Linked DNA regions of Mus musculus: all the other regions are linked to region 5. Evidence: chromatin contacts called from public promoter capture Hi-C data. All regions are on one chromosome and are shown on one strand. The core of a region is the stretch at or near the end of the contact, and the rest is flanking DNA. Distances in the headings are between cores, read along the strand shown. Region 1 holds the start of Bckdhb (branched chain ketoacid dehydrogenase E1, beta polypeptide). Region 2 holds the start of Elovl4 (elongation of very long chain fatty acids (FEN1/Elo2, SUR4/Elo3, yeast)-like 4). Region 3 holds the start of Syncrip (synaptotagmin binding, cytoplasmic RNA interacting protein). Region 4 holds the start of Snhg5 (small nucleolar RNA host gene 5). Region 5 holds the start of Dop1a (DOP1 leucine zipper like protein A).

Region 1 (2,700 bases), core at 132-2,631, 2.5 Mb before region 5:
GCAGGCAGAGGCTCTCAGCATAGGAACAAGACATTTCTTTCCTTGCCCTGGAAGACACTTCATTCTTTCACGACAATGAGCCTTTGCACCCACCTCACCTGTTGTGGAAGACTATGGTTCTCTGTGCTCTGCTTTGGCAACCTCTAATCCTCTGGGTGCAGGTCAGCCTTACCTCTGGAAGCATTTTGACCTTCAAGAGCTTGTTTCTCTTCATGCTGTTCTAAGTCTCTTACCACATTTGAATGCCACTGTCTAAGCTGTCTCCTTTGTGTGCATTTCTGAATACGTAGAATTCCATTTCTACTCTTACCCCGTGCTTCTTAGCTAAACCTAACATCTGTTAAGAGGTCACAAATACTACAGGAGGAATGTTTCTTCCTGGCTCCTTCCTCTCTGTTCTCTCAGTCTGTCATAATACTTTCTCCATTCTGGAATCCTTCCTCGAGATCTAGACATACTTTCTTGCCTCTGTTGTATTCTATTTTGATGGCTATCTTCCAACTCATGGCTAAGGAAGATAAATAAATACACACACACATATCATATATATGATATATATGCGATATCATATTTGATATGTATGTGATATATATGATATATATAAAACACTTAAATATTTTAAGATAAAATTTATAAAGTTGATTATTTTGACTTTAAATCAGTCATTCAACTTGCTTTTTTTTTTTTTTTTGGTTTTTTGAGACAGGGTTTCTCTGTGTAGCCCTGGCTGTCCTGGAACTCACTCTGTAGACCAGCCTGCCTCTGCCTCCCAAGTGCTGGGATTAAAGGCGTGCACCACCACCGCCCGGCAACTTGCATATTTCTAAGTTACACAGAGTAAGACCATTAGGTGATTTTTGCTGCACCTCGACTTTAAATTCCTAGTGGATTTGAAGGCCGAAATCTCTACTTACTATTTTTTGATATGATCTAAATCAGGATAAGCAAAATCAATTTTAAAGATTTAAATATATTTACTATTTCAAAATAAGAGTGAAGGCCTTTCCCGAATTCTAGATTTTTTCGGAAACTCGAAACCAACGCCTGTCTTTGCAATGACCATATTGCACTTACAGACTATGAGAAACACAGCCTAAAACGAAAACGCTACTGAAAAATGCACCGCAAAAATGACACTGCGAAAGAACACAGGCAGTCGCGTTGTGACACCCCAAGTCCTGCAGCTGATTTTGGGGTGGGACCCAGGGACCACATCTCAGGCTGCAGGGGCCTTGGTATGGCTTCCGTCTGGGCGGGCCGCCAGGTCATAGCGTCTCCATCCCCGCCCCCGAACTTCCGTCTCCGATTGGTCTCTTTCACGGACCCGCCCCTCGAGGCTGCCCAATGAGGAAGCCTGCGTCTTAGCTCCTCCCTCCCTGCCGGCAGCGTGGGCTGCGGTGCCTGAGAACTGGGGATGGCGGCGGTGGCTGCGCGCGCGGGTGGGCTGCTGTGGCTCCGGGCTGCGGGAGCAGAGCGGCGGCGGTGCGGACTGCGCTGCGCTGCGCTGGTGCAAGGCTTCCTGCAACCCGGGGGCGAGGACACGGCCCAGAAGCGGCGGGTGGCCCACTTCACTTTCCATCCGGACCCAGAGTCCCTGCAGTATGGTGAGATTTGGGGATCTTGCTGCATCCCGGCTCTATCCTTGCCTTGCCCTAGACTCTAGACTCTACTCTAGAGCCTCCTTGGTTCGGGTCAGTTTGCGTTCCTGTTACTCGTCCTTGGTGATTCTTCCCTTCAGATGCAGCCCCTGGAACTTCAAGATAGGTGAGAGGGCACTCTGCCTTCTGCTAGGGCCTGAGGGTGTAGAGGAGTTGTCCAAAGAGCGCTCCCCCGCCCCCTTCCCCTGAGTTCTATCCATGCTTTCCCCATATCAGGTCTTAGGTGTTAGCTTGTCCTAGACTGAGTCACTAACTTGAGGCAACTGTCTGTAAAACACTTGCCTTTTAATTTTCATTTGAAAATGTAAACCTAGGGAGTAAATACTAGAATTTGATTTTCTCAAGGTCACGAGACAGGTTCTGCCTAAAGATGGGAAAGAATCCAGACTTCTATTTCAGCCTCATACAGAGCTCCTGCTGGGCCCCGCTGTCACCTGGCCAAGCAGTATTCCATAGAGATGGTGGAGAAGAGCGAACAGAAGGGAATGGGGCAGGCTCCTGTCCTGCCACCTTTGCCTCACTCTGACTGTTTCTCCTGTAAGTTTTATGCAGTCGCCCTCCATCCTAGGTCTAACTGCAGAGCACCAGGAGAAAGTAAGGAAAACCTACACTGTTTTTTTTTTTTTTTTTGTCTAATAACTTGGGGCTGGCAGTTTTTGGAAGCCCATCTTTACTTGTGAACAATAATGGAATATTTAACCGAAAGCTTGCTATTGGTGAAATTTACATTCCTCATCTCATTTAGTTCATAGGACAAGATTTAATTTCATGTGAGGTAGGTCATGTTTTCATGTTTGCTTTGCAGTTAGATAAACGGAAGCCTTGAAGCAGATTATTCAACAGTACACAGGACATAAGTTCATGAGACATAGCGCCAATGGTCAGAATCTAGTAAGCAGGATTCCAGACTTGCCACTCCACGGAAGGCAATAAAGAGGCCTTTAGAAATAATTTCAATGACGGGGTTTCCCAGTTTTGTGAAATAGTAGGACTAGAAAGATGAACAGCAGTTCGTTTTTCCCTCTCAGCCTTCAGTACTGTT
Region 2 (2,700 bases), core at 129-2,628, 2.7 Mb before region 5:
TTTCACTTCTAAAGAAGACAGCCATCATAACCTATATTGCTAACATCCTCCGTTGCTAGAATACAGGGTCACACTGCAAACACACAACACAAATTTAAAGCCCCAAACTATTCCCTGGGATCCTTTAAACTTAACGTTTAAGGTCTCGGAAACTTTTTAAAGCAACAAAGCAAGTGAAGAAATGTTAAAACGTGAACATTTATGTTACAATTACTTCTGCTAGGAAAACTAAGTCACTCAATGACAGCCCTGCTCTGCAAACTCAACAGCTGAAGGGAAAGTTCGCTAATTTCAGTACACTGTACTTATGCTTATGCAGGCTTCTGAGCCATCCTCTAGGTGCTGCTGCGGAGACCCCCAGCCCAAAGCCTGCCTTCTTTCCCCTCCCCCTGACGGCACTGCACTGCGCAAAGCTCTCGCAGAGGGTAGCCTAACAGATTTGCTACTGGGAAACCACAAAAAAACTAACGTTCTTCAAGAAGCTAAATAATGTTATTTTACTTTTCAGTCGAAATTATACTACAAAGAGGTTAGCTAAATGGAAGAAGATAATGAGTGGTTTGTCAAAGTCTTCAAGGAAGCTGAAGTAGCGGAGAGACAGGTATAGTCGCAGCCCTCGTCCGCCTCCAGGCCTATCGCTCTATAAGGAGTACCAGTGCATAAGATAATAGGCGAGCTCGGGAAATGCGGGCGTCAGGGCAGGGTGGTTCCTTGGCTGCACTGGTAGCATCTGGTTAAGTCAGCTCCTGCATTCGCGGAGCTGAAGAGATGGGAGTGTTGAGGGGATGGGGGGTGGGGGGGAGTACGCCTTGAGAGTCTCATCTGATTAACCAGTGCACAACCGCGAGGTCCGCGGCGCCGCATCTGCGGGGACCCGAGCGCCCCCAACAGCCTCAAGGCGCTGGGTAGGGGGCGCAGGGCCTTGCCTAGCGCTGAAGCCGGGGACTGGCGTCTGAGCCGTGGGCAGCCCAAGGAACACCCAGAGGAGATGGGTGAGGCCCCTCGCCTGTACCTGCAATGGTCCAGGTCCAGCGATAGAACTCCACGGTGTCGTTGAATGCCGTGGACATCGCGTTCAGGACGCTGCCGGGCTCTGAGTCCAGCAGCCCCATCTTGGCGAGGAGAGGTACGAGCAGCGGCGAGAAGAGAGGCTCCGATGGACCGTGGGCGACTGCGGCGGGAACCCTGCTGGCAGCGGCGTCTCCTCCTCCTCCAGGCGCCGCGACTGGGGATGCAGGCGGAGAGCAGCGGCGAACAGCAGAGACAAGAAGCCGGAGGGCGGAGGAGGAGGAGGACCAGCCACGAGCGCCCAGCGCTGCTCCTCTCTGTCGCCGCGCGCTGCCGCAGCTCCAATCCCCTCGCCCGCATCACGTGGCCGCGCGGGGCGGGGCGGCGCCTCCTCTCGCCCCGGGCGCGGGGATGCTGCGGTCGCGAGTGGTGGCCGGCTTGCGCAGGCGCGCTAAGGCCAGCCCCGGGCCACCACCTGGGCCACAGGAACGCCGCAGGGGGACACCTCGTACCCAGTCCTCCTCCCCTGCCTTCCTGCCCACGGTTACCTCTGTTCTGCCGGATGCAACGTGGGAAACCGGACGGGAAAAAGTGGGAGTTTGTGGGCAAAGATGAAGTACGCGATGCATTTCTGGTTCTTGCCTATCATTCACCTCCATCACATGTGCTTTTGCTGTCTTCGCCTGTGGCACGTGCTTGTCACCCAGACAAGGAAATGCGGGTGGTTTCACTGTAAAGGAATGCCATTTGTCTTAAGCAGCGGCAAAGGAGAGTAGTCTGTGGTCACCCCGTAAATATTATTAGCATGTAGTTAAATCCTTGTGAGTATTGAAAACAGCGACACTGGCCGATCAAAGCAATATAATTGTACCAAATTAGGCTATTGGTAGTTCAGAGAGGATGGAGCCATAAGAATAGGCTAAAAGAGTCCACTTGCACCACATGAGATTCAGGTCAATCTGAAAGGGTGATGCTGAGGAGAAAAAGAGCAGTTGACTTGTGAGAAGAAAGCAGTCTCTATGAATAAATAGCAACAACAATAACTGCAGCAACAAAATCACACTATGCCATTTTTATAGTTTCTGACATAAAGCAAGATTTCAGTGAATGGTCCAATAACAAGTTCATATGCGTTTTATTCAGATGTGCCATCCACTTTTGTTTCGGCTTTTTTTCTCCACTTGACTGATTTAGAATGCTTATTTTAGAGGTCACTGAGTCAAATGCTCAACGTTGTTAACATGAGTACTACCTGAGCCCTAACTCTGTGCTATAAATAGCAAGTCATAAATATTTATGGTGACAAAATTATAACGCACATCACTTCAGAGCATAGTGGGAGTTGTTTAAGTAGAGAGAGCTTCGGCGAGGAAGGCTAATTAAAGGTAACTGATTTGCTATATAACTCAGACCCCCACAGCCTTCTTTACATGCTTTATTCTGAAATCAACCAAATGATATGATTTATTAATTTGTCAAATCTGCTTGCCAGAATGAAGTTTCTCAAATTAAAGAATTTCTTACACCTCAATTCCTAGTTACGAATCTAGTAACTACAAAGAATTCTAGTCAAATTTCATTTCCTTTGTTAATGTGAGTATGAGTTAGGTTTCCCTTTGCTTATGGTATTGGTTGCTACCTCTGTATTGTCTTGGAGTCTTGGATGTTTTTATGATGGAGAACAGATTCCTA
Region 3 (2,700 bases), core at 34-2,533, 2.0 Mb after region 5:
GGGCTTGTCTCTCTCCAAGGTAAACCAGAAAGTGCGCTTTTCCCGCCTGCCGCTTATAGATCAGTAACAACAGCCAGCGAAGAACAAAGCGCTCACACAAGCCACCTTCCCACCACCCAATTCCTCCACCCTTCACCCCCACACCCCAAAGCCCGCCCCCGACTCCGCACCCGGAGCGGCAGCCTCGCCACTGCGGCCGCCAGGAACCCATTAGAAACACGTGCTCTGCGCCTTCAAATGTCCTACAACTTCCTTCAACGGAAACCCACCGAGTACCGGGCCAAGACGGTCATCACCGCCTCCCAACATCAACCCGCAGTCGCGGTGCGAGCCCCCTGAACCGTGCAACCGCACCATCTCGCCCCTCAACACTGAGGCCGCCGCGGCGCCAGGCCACGGGCTTTCCCCGCCCCCCAGCGCTGCCGTCTCCGCCGTGACACATGGCTCTCCGCCCCGGGCGCTCCCGGGCGCCCGCGACCCCCAGCCTCCCGCACCCCTCGGTGCAGTGGCTGCGGCGCCGAGGCCGACAGCCCGCGCGGGGAGGGCGTTCCGCCGCCAAGCACACGCCCGCGGGAGCCGAGCACCGCCCAAGCCCGCCGGCCGGTCGCGGGACAGCACCCCGCGCCTCTCCGCCCACTCCCGCGCCGCCGGCCACGACAGCACCAAGTCCGCCGCTCGCGCTCCGCGCGGGCCATCGGGCTGTCGAGGCGCCTCCTCCCGGAGCGCCGCAGACAAAGCCCAGCCGCGGCTGCACATGGGGAGAGGAGGAAGTGGCGGCGCGGCCGCGGCCTACTCTCCGGCAGCCCCGGCCAACGTGCTCTTCTCTCCCCCTTGGAATCCATTTTCCAGAAAAGCCGGTTTCTCCCCGCGCCGCCCTCCCCCAAGCACCCTCCACAATGTCACGGAGCTCCCCTCCCGGACCCGGGGGCCCGCGGTCGTTACCTCCCCGCGGGGCTGGGGCCGAGGAATCCTGTCCGACCGGGTCGGCTGGCGGGGAACGCGTGCTCGCTGCTCCCTGTGTCCGGCGCGAGTGGAGCTGTTGTAAAATGGCGGCCGAAGCTCACGCCGCTGGCAGCAAACCCGATCCAGTTCCACTCGCCTCCGAGCGCGCTCCCGGTGCGCGCGCGCCCCCGCGTGACCCCCCTTCCCTCCCCTCCCTGGCGCGTCCGCTTCTCTCCCTCACTCCCTCAGCTCAGCCCCTGCCCTCCGACAGCTCCTCCTTCTCCCCTCGCCACCTCCGCCGGCCGCTAGCCGCCCTGTCCTCTCAGCCTTCGTCCTTCCTTCCCTGCACCTCCTCCCCCAGCTTCCCCACTCCCGTCCGCGGCCGCTCACACACGAGTGGCCGCCCTTCTTCCTCTCTGGCTCTCTCTGGCTTCACGCCCTCCCTCGCTAGCTCTCTCTCGGCCCCGTCCCCAGTCCCTGCCGAGTCGCTCTTTCTCTCTCCCGCGCTGACGTGACGACGCAGACGACGCCGCGGGACGCGCGCCCGCGAGCCCCGCCTCTCGCCCCGCCCCTAACTCCCGGTCGGGGGGGGGGGAGAGACCCCGCCCTTCCGCCGCGGCGACAGCGAGGGGCCGAGTGAATGAGAGACCCGCCCTCTGTGCGGACACTCCCTCTCGCTCCGCGGGCGGGGCCGCCGGCTCGGCGTGTCCCACTCGTTCTTTGTCAGGAGACAAGCATATCCCCACCCCGCCCTCCCCGCCCCCCACCGCCCCACCGCCGGCCTGGGCTCCGAGGGTGCCCGACGTTGGCTGCCCGCTCTGCCGGGGCTGGGGCTGTCGCCGCCGCGGCCGCCCCGCGCCCTGGGCGCTGGAGAAGCTGCAGGCGCACGTGTCCCCCGGGGCGGGGCGAGGCGAGGCAGACAATGGGGCTGCGGGGGAGGGGAGCTGCACGGGGAACGGCGGAGCTCGGGGCCACCCGGTGGCGGGGCTGGAGTTCGGGAGTCACCCCGGGGAGCCCCGGCTTCCGCTGCTAGACAATGGGGTATCCCGCGGCCCGGCGCGCGCCGTCCTCCGCTTCCACGAATACCCTGGGCGGAGGGAGGGGCGCCGCGGGTTTGCGAGGAAATCCCTGTGCCTCCGGCTCGGGGATGACAGGGAGGCCAGATTTGGAAGCTTAACCGACCCGGTGGTGTTGGATTGTGCAATATTCCGTTTCTGTCCCTGGCCTTTTAAGCAGTTAAGTGCTCCTCCTGGCACACTTTGAACAACTTGAAGCAGCACAAAGCTGCGTGATTAGGACTACTGTGAGGGAAATGTGTTTCTTTTCAAGCATCTTGGCAATTAAATGTTATGTGAAGTGACATTTCCTTTGTAACCATTTACTATGGACAAGAAAGACAAGACAAAGGCGTTTGTATCTCAGGCGATATGGATACTAATTTTATCCAGAGCGACTGTAATGAAAAATGGCATTATCCTCTTTGAAAAAAAAAACAAAAAACTACAATTAGAAAGCTACTTGTTCTTCCAAATGAGCTTTATGCTATGATAAGCCAGTAAGTAGTCCAAGGAAACTTAGATAAACACTCTTCAAAGTGCCTAGACACATAAAATTGAGCTTTTTTTCTGTTGACAGGTGGATCAAGTAGGAAATATTTCTGAAGTACTGCTATCCAAAACCTGCTTAATAAGGCTTTGCCTATCCACCGCCTACATCCCATACTACCAAACATATCCTTGCTATGGTATTTAATTAATT
Region 4 (2,700 bases), core at 96-2,595, 2.1 Mb after region 5:
TATGGTTTTTCAACAGGAATTCAGGTTCGGGATAGGATCATCATAGACTAGACCAACGACAGTAAGCTCAGCAGAAAACAAAACAGAGCACCACTCACATGCACTCCTGCTGCAGGATCTTCACAGGCGGACTGGCATCTCTCGCAAGTTCTTGTGTCACTGGCCCTAAAATATAAAAACAAAAACACAGGCATTACGTCATTGCCAACATTAAAGAAGAACACAATAGTCCTTTGCAATGGTCCATCTCAGAAGCCAGATCCGTAATTATGGTTTTTCAACAGGAATTCAGGTTCGGGATAGGATCATCATAGACTAGACCAACGACAGTAAGCTCAGCAGAAAACAAAACAGAGCACCACTCACATGCACTTCTGCTGTAGGATCTTCACACGCAGGCTGGCATCTCACTGGTCAGCATTCACTACAGAAAGAGGTACCATGACATGCTATGAGTAAGAACTGCATTAACAAGACTACCACTTAAACACAATGGTCTTCTCTCAGAAGCTGCATTTATCTTCAGGTCATCATCTTCGGGATGTATTTCATCACTGTTCTGACCCGGTATGTCTCACAACTGTTTGTACAATCAATTTGTACACCATGCATTCACAACAGTCACTCCAAATTGCAAAGGCCAGAGTAGTTTGGCCAGGACTACTTCACAATACATTTCCAGGAACCCGGATTCTTACTTCACAACGGTATGTTTGCATGCTTACAAGGGAAAAAATCTAGGCTTCAATACACACCCTTTAAAACGGTCATGTTTTAAGCATGTTTCTTTCATTTATCAATTCTCTCAGATGCTTTGGGCTCCCCTCCATCTAATATAATGAAAAATCAAAAAACAAAATTTAAGCATCACACATCACTTCCTATTGCACTATAACAATATTCTTAAAATATAGAAGCTGCATCGCCTTTACCTTGGTTTCTTCTTGTAGCTGCTTTGAAGACGCGAAGAACAATGGCGCCATTGTCCTTGTGAACGTGCATATAATAGGATGTCTCTTTCGGTGACTCTAGTACCTTCGGAACAGCACAAAAGGCTGCAAACCCTGCTGTAAAAACCTACCCACGCGGGGACTCAGGAACTAGAACGCATGCGGCCTTCAGTCAGGCCGCTTAGTACGAATCTCACTGGGGCCCAGACTCCAATCCCGAAATATCATTAGCTGCTGCGCACTTCTCCGAGGAAGTTTACACCAGTACCCTAAGTTCAAGTCTCAGAAGCCTCCAAATCCTCGTTGCACCCCTATATTTCACTTGGTCATCCGACTGTAACTCACTCACCGACAAGACAAAGAATATCTTAGGCTCCGTCGTAAAAGAACGAGCCCGGTTCACCGCAGCTCCTTTTATAGTCTCCTTTGTGCGAGATCGAGGCTGCCCCTCCCTCTGTCACTGATTGGACGCGAGAGTACGTGGGGGCGTGGCTTTTCATGAAGCAACGCGTGGGAGCGCGCGCCTTGGACCTCTTTTTTTTTTTACAGGCCATTCCGGGGCGTGGTGCGCGCCGCCCGCCCGCCGCCGCGTGCATCTCCGTTGCTGCGCGCGCTCCCGCTGGCTCGCCGCCACCGGTCTCTTCCGAGTCTGGCGGGGTGGCTCAGCTCGACGTGGCGTGGGAGTGGCGCCAGAATTCAAACGAACTGCCGCAGTTGGAGGCGAGGTCACCGCCTGCTTCGAGCCTAGTCGACACGGACGGTCGGCGGCAGGGAGTGGCCTTGACTTCGCCGCGCAGGCAGCTTTGAGCGCCGCTGGTGGAGAAGCTTGGTTGCTACGGTGGCCAGCGCTGCGCTTGTGTATTCAGCGGGGCAGCCGAAGGGACCTGGGAGGACAGAATTACGCGGGTGAAAACCGAAAAGCTCTCCGTTTATCCTTCCTGCATTCTGGGGGTGCCGCTGGTCTGCAGACAGCCATGCTGTCCAGTGCAGGCTTATCCAACGCCTGCTTGGGCGCTCAACCAGGTCCAACACCAGATTCCCCCGCCCCCCCAAGTCTCCCACTCCGGGAAACAGACACTAGTGACAGTTATACTGTCAGAATGCTGAGAAGTTAAACATTCCGTTTCACAGAGGAGAAAGCAAGTCAAAAGCCGCCAGTTGGCCTAAGGTCACATAGCTATCCTTTGCTATTTTTTAAGTTTCTCCCTTCTAAATTATCTGCAGAAAAAAACTTAAGACTTCAAAGGTCAAATATATAATTCAAAGTAATTTAAATGTATGGATACACACATTTGGATATTTTAGCACTTGGAAGCTCGGGTCTTTATTTTGTAGCATTTTTTACTAATTATGTGTGCATTTGCTGTCAGTTTACATTAACAGTTATCCTCTGATCACCATACTTATAGACTGTGGCATGCATGCCCTCACACACATCATGCACACATGTGATAGTAATGGTAATAAGTGAATAAAAGCCGTTTGGGTAAGAACATCACATAAGGTTTGCCATAGAAAGAAGGTAGGGAATAGAATCACATGGTAAAAGCTTGTCACAGCATCTGGTTAAGGACTGTGCCTCTGGGCTACATTTCAAGCCTGTGGTCTTAATTTGGTTCTTTTTAAATCTATGTGCCCAGGTACACACATGCATGCAGAGGCTGAAGGGCAGCCTTAGGTGTTATCCTCGCAAGCACCATTTATTCCCTTTTGAGATAGGGCCTCTTACTGATCTGGAGCTCAGGAATCA
Region 5 (2,700 bases), core at 177-2,676:
CATGTGTTCAGCTTACACTTCTATACCACTGTTCATCATTGAGGGATGTCAGGACAGGAACCCAAACAGGGCAGAAACCGAGAGGGGGAGCTGATGCAGAAGCTATGGGAGGGTGAGTTTACTGGCTTGCTCCCATGGTTTCACTGAACCTGCTTCCCCATAGAACCGAGGATCACCGACCCAGGCAGGGATAGCACCACCCAACATAGGCTAGGCCCTCCTAGGTCAATCACTATTTTAAAAAACGAGTTACAGTTAGGTCTTATGGAAGCATTTTCTCAATTGAGGTTCCCTCCTTTCAGAAGACTCTATCTTGTGTCAAGTTGACATAAAACTAGCCAGGACTGAAATCCTGTTTATTGATGTTCCATTTCATAATTTCATAGTTATAATTATCTGACATTGAACAAACTGGAAGCATTTCTAAATAGGTTTAATCCAAAGAGGATGGCGTATATCTGCAACCCCAGCATTTAGGAGACTGAGGCAGGATTGCTGAAAGTTCAAGGTCAGTTTGGGCTATGTGAGTACAGGGCCGTCTAGAGCTATGTGGCAAGACTGTCTCAAAACAAAAACTGGTCTTAAGTATACTGAAAATGTGATTTCAGATAACTTTTCTAATATCAACCTTTGAGGTGTTTTAAAGTTTATCATGTTGCTATATAAATTCCTGTTTCATTCCAACAATTTGAGATCATAAGAGGGAATAATAGCTTTAAAAAGTAAAAGCTTTGGGATGGAGGGTTGGCTTTGTGGTTAAGAGCACTTGGTTGCTGTTTCACAGGACTGGGAAGCTAGGTTTATAGCACTCATAATTGCTTGCAACTTCAGAGCATCTGACCTCTTTTTCTGGGCTCCATGCATGCACACACATACCTGTGGCACTCCCATATAAAATATAAGTAAATAATTTTTGAAAAAAAGCAAAGGTAACTACTATTTGGTGGCAACTCATTTATTTGAAGGACAATTGTTCTCTTATACTTTTAACACAGAATATTACTTAAATTTTGGCAATACTTAATATTGACACCTAGCAAAATACACAGCGTCCTCAGATTAGCGTGCTCCTCATATATGGTTTAAAACTAGAACACGCAAAAACACTTGTAAAGACAACAACCCTTTCGAATACGCGTTTGAAAGACGGCTAGATACAAAAAAAAGTGCTAAACTGGCTCTCGGTTTCACACAAACTGTGCCTGAAATGACGCGCATAAAGTGCTGGTGGATCCAGATGATCGTACTTAAATAATACTTCAAAACTGTTTTCAATTCCCCCATTCCATCAAAATGATGGTTCGCTGGCTCCTTGCTCACACCTTTCCCGCCTTCCCTCCGCCGTCTCTCCGGTCGCCCGCACGAGGGCGCTGTGGCGCCGGCTAGCCGTGGCCGCCGAGCAGCGGACGGGGACGGGGGCGGGGACGGAGGCCGCCGACGTCGACGCCGGCGTGGGCGCGCGCGGTGCACGCTGGTAGCTGTCACTAGGCCCTGGGCTGGCGGCCTTCGTGCGGCTGCCGCGGTTGCCAAGAGAGCGGCGCCAGCGGGGAGCAGCAGAGCCCGCGGCAGGTAACAGCGTCCCCGCCCCCGGCGCGGTCGCGCGGCGAGACGCGGCACGGTTCGGGCGAGCGTCTCCGGGCTTGGCCTGCGGTGGTGGCGTCGGGGTGTCACCGCCCGGCCCCCACCTGAGCCCGCCTCTGGGTGGAGGGAAACGGGCCCTGACCTGCCCGGGGCGAGCGGTGGGACCCGGGGCCTGTCCGCCCGTGGCCTTCGGCGGGCAGAGCCGGCACGGGGCTGAGGGGTGGTGTCACCTGGGCGCGGGTGCCCGGCGCCTTTGTTGGAGGCTTCCCGGCACCCCGTTGCCTCGCCAGCCCGGTGGGTCCCTTTTAGGATCGAGGCGACACCGAGGCCCGCCGATGTGCCGGTGCAGAGGGTTGGGAAGCAGAGCCAAGTTCACCAAGAGGAAGCCGAGCTAGCACACGGAAGTTGTTAACAGTCCTCACCTTTGATTTCCAAGGCTTTGAAAGTTGCCCCATCGCTGTACTTAACCTCACCCTCATCCTGTTGAGGAGGGAATAGCACGCAACTGTACTTTCTCCTCCCCAAGCAAATTGTGTCTTGTTAATTCTTATATTATCTCGGAGTTCTGTGGAGTTGAAGAAAACTCAGATTTAGAGATTGTAGTCAACAAACACATTTTTTTTTCTTCTCTTTTTTTTTTTTTTTTTTTTTTGATCGGAAAAATACAGGAGTCAACCTCATTTAGTAGCTCGCAACTATAGGGTCAAAACTTTTCATTCTGGAGATGATAGCCCCATATGTAGGTGTTAAGGTCTTGCCACTTTGAGGTTAGTTGTATTCGTATTAGCATGGCGTCGCTATGTGCTAGGCTATGTGCTAAGTAAGTCACAGGATTATCAATCCCTTGGTTCGTTGAGCTGACAGAAATTATAGCCCAGGTAGTCTGAATTCCTTGTTGTAATGGTTACTTCTAATTAAACTTTGTCATTCCTCAGAACTGCTAAAAGCAACCCCCTTTTGGGGACCCAATTTTTAATAAAGAATTTTTAAAACTGAAGGAAACATAGACCAAAAATGTGACACCATGACCCAAAGGTTAAATTTAATTGCTTTCCCATCTGTTGTGAAGAGCCCTACTTTGTAATTCCAATAGTAGAAACAACTGTAGCCTGGGGCTTG

Evidence for each region. Promoter capture Hi-C pulls out the DNA fragments that hold promoters and counts their contacts. Capture Hi-C pulls out chosen DNA fragments and counts their contacts.
Region 1: a promoter capture Hi-C map of adipose tissue shows a contact between it and region 5, with 6 times the contacts expected there. The contact joins the promoter of Bckdhb here to the promoter of Dop1a in region 5. A contact is called at or near these places in 6 of 39 promoter capture datasets (cranial neural crest, embryonic stem cells, erythroid cells and 3 more), 1 of 15 datasets of contacts at CTCF or cohesin (large pre-B cells), 5 of 115 datasets of contacts at active chromatin or transcription factors (astrocytes, embryonic forebrain, large pre-B cells and 2 more) and 2 of 9 other capture datasets (adipose tissue and liver).
Region 2: a promoter capture Hi-C map of pre-B cells shows a contact between it and region 5. The contact joins the promoter of Elovl4 here to the promoter of Dop1a in region 5. A contact is called at or near these places in 8 of 39 promoter capture datasets (the 3T3-L1 cell line, cranial neural crest, embryonic stem cells and 4 more), 1 of 484 Hi-C or Micro-C datasets (cerebral cortex) and 2 of 115 datasets of contacts at active chromatin or transcription factors (forebrain and large pre-B cells).
Region 3: a promoter capture Hi-C map of pre-B cells shows a contact between it and region 5. The contact joins the promoter of Syncrip here to the promoter of Dop1a in region 5. A contact is called at or near these places in 5 of 39 promoter capture datasets (cranial neural crest, erythroid cells, hippocampal neurons and 2 more), 1 of 484 Hi-C or Micro-C datasets (CD4 T cells) and 2 of 115 datasets of contacts at active chromatin or transcription factors (embryonic forebrain and large pre-B cells).
Region 4: a contact with region 5 is called in a promoter capture Hi-C map of pre-B cells, with 11 times the contacts expected there. The contact joins the promoter of Snhg5 here to the promoter of Dop1a in region 5. A contact is called at or near these places in 2 of 39 promoter capture datasets (hippocampal neurons and pre-B cells), 2 of 484 Hi-C or Micro-C datasets (CD4 T cells and CD8 T cells), 1 of 115 datasets of contacts at active chromatin or transcription factors (pro-B cells) and 1 of 9 other capture datasets (adipose tissue).

Annotation. Positions count from the first base shown.
Region 1 is chr9:83,923,756-83,926,455 of GRCm38.p6, forward strand. Bckdhb (branched chain ketoacid dehydrogenase E1, beta polypeptide) reads left to right here and starts at 1,382. Exons shown (of 11, transcript NM_001305935.1): 1 at 1,382-1,604. The coding sequence starts at 1,415. Gm36278 (a long non-coding RNA gene) reads right to left here and starts at 1,250. Exons shown (of 4, transcript XR_379675.2): 1 at 1,075-1,250.
Region 2 is chr9:83,804,927-83,807,626 of GRCm38.p6, forward strand. It overlaps Elovl4 (elongation of very long chain fatty acids (FEN1/Elo2, SUR4/Elo3, yeast)-like 4), which reads right to left and starts at 1,379. Exons shown (of 6, transcript NM_148941.2): 1 at 1,013-1,379. The coding sequence starts at 1,112.
Region 3 is chr9:88,481,114-88,483,813 of GRCm38.p6, forward strand. Syncrip (synaptotagmin binding, cytoplasmic RNA interacting protein) reads right to left here and starts at 1,284. Exons shown (of 11, transcript NM_019666.2): 1 at 943-1,284.
Region 4 is chr9:88,521,552-88,524,251 of GRCm38.p6, forward strand. It overlaps Snhg5 (small nucleolar RNA host gene 5), which reads right to left and starts at 1,346. Exons shown (of 5, transcript NR_040721.1): 1 at 933-1,346; 2 at 756-830; 3 at 367-424; 4 at 99-165. It overlaps LOC115487267 (a small nucleolar RNA gene), which reads right to left and starts at 317; the gene lies at 246-317. It overlaps LOC115487269 (a small nucleolar RNA gene), which reads right to left and starts at 49; the gene lies at 1-49.
Region 5 is chr9:86,465,728-86,468,427 of GRCm38.p6, forward strand. It overlaps Dop1a (DOP1 leucine zipper like protein A), which reads left to right and starts at 1,427. Exons shown (of 39, transcript NM_177208.3): 1 at 1,427-1,569.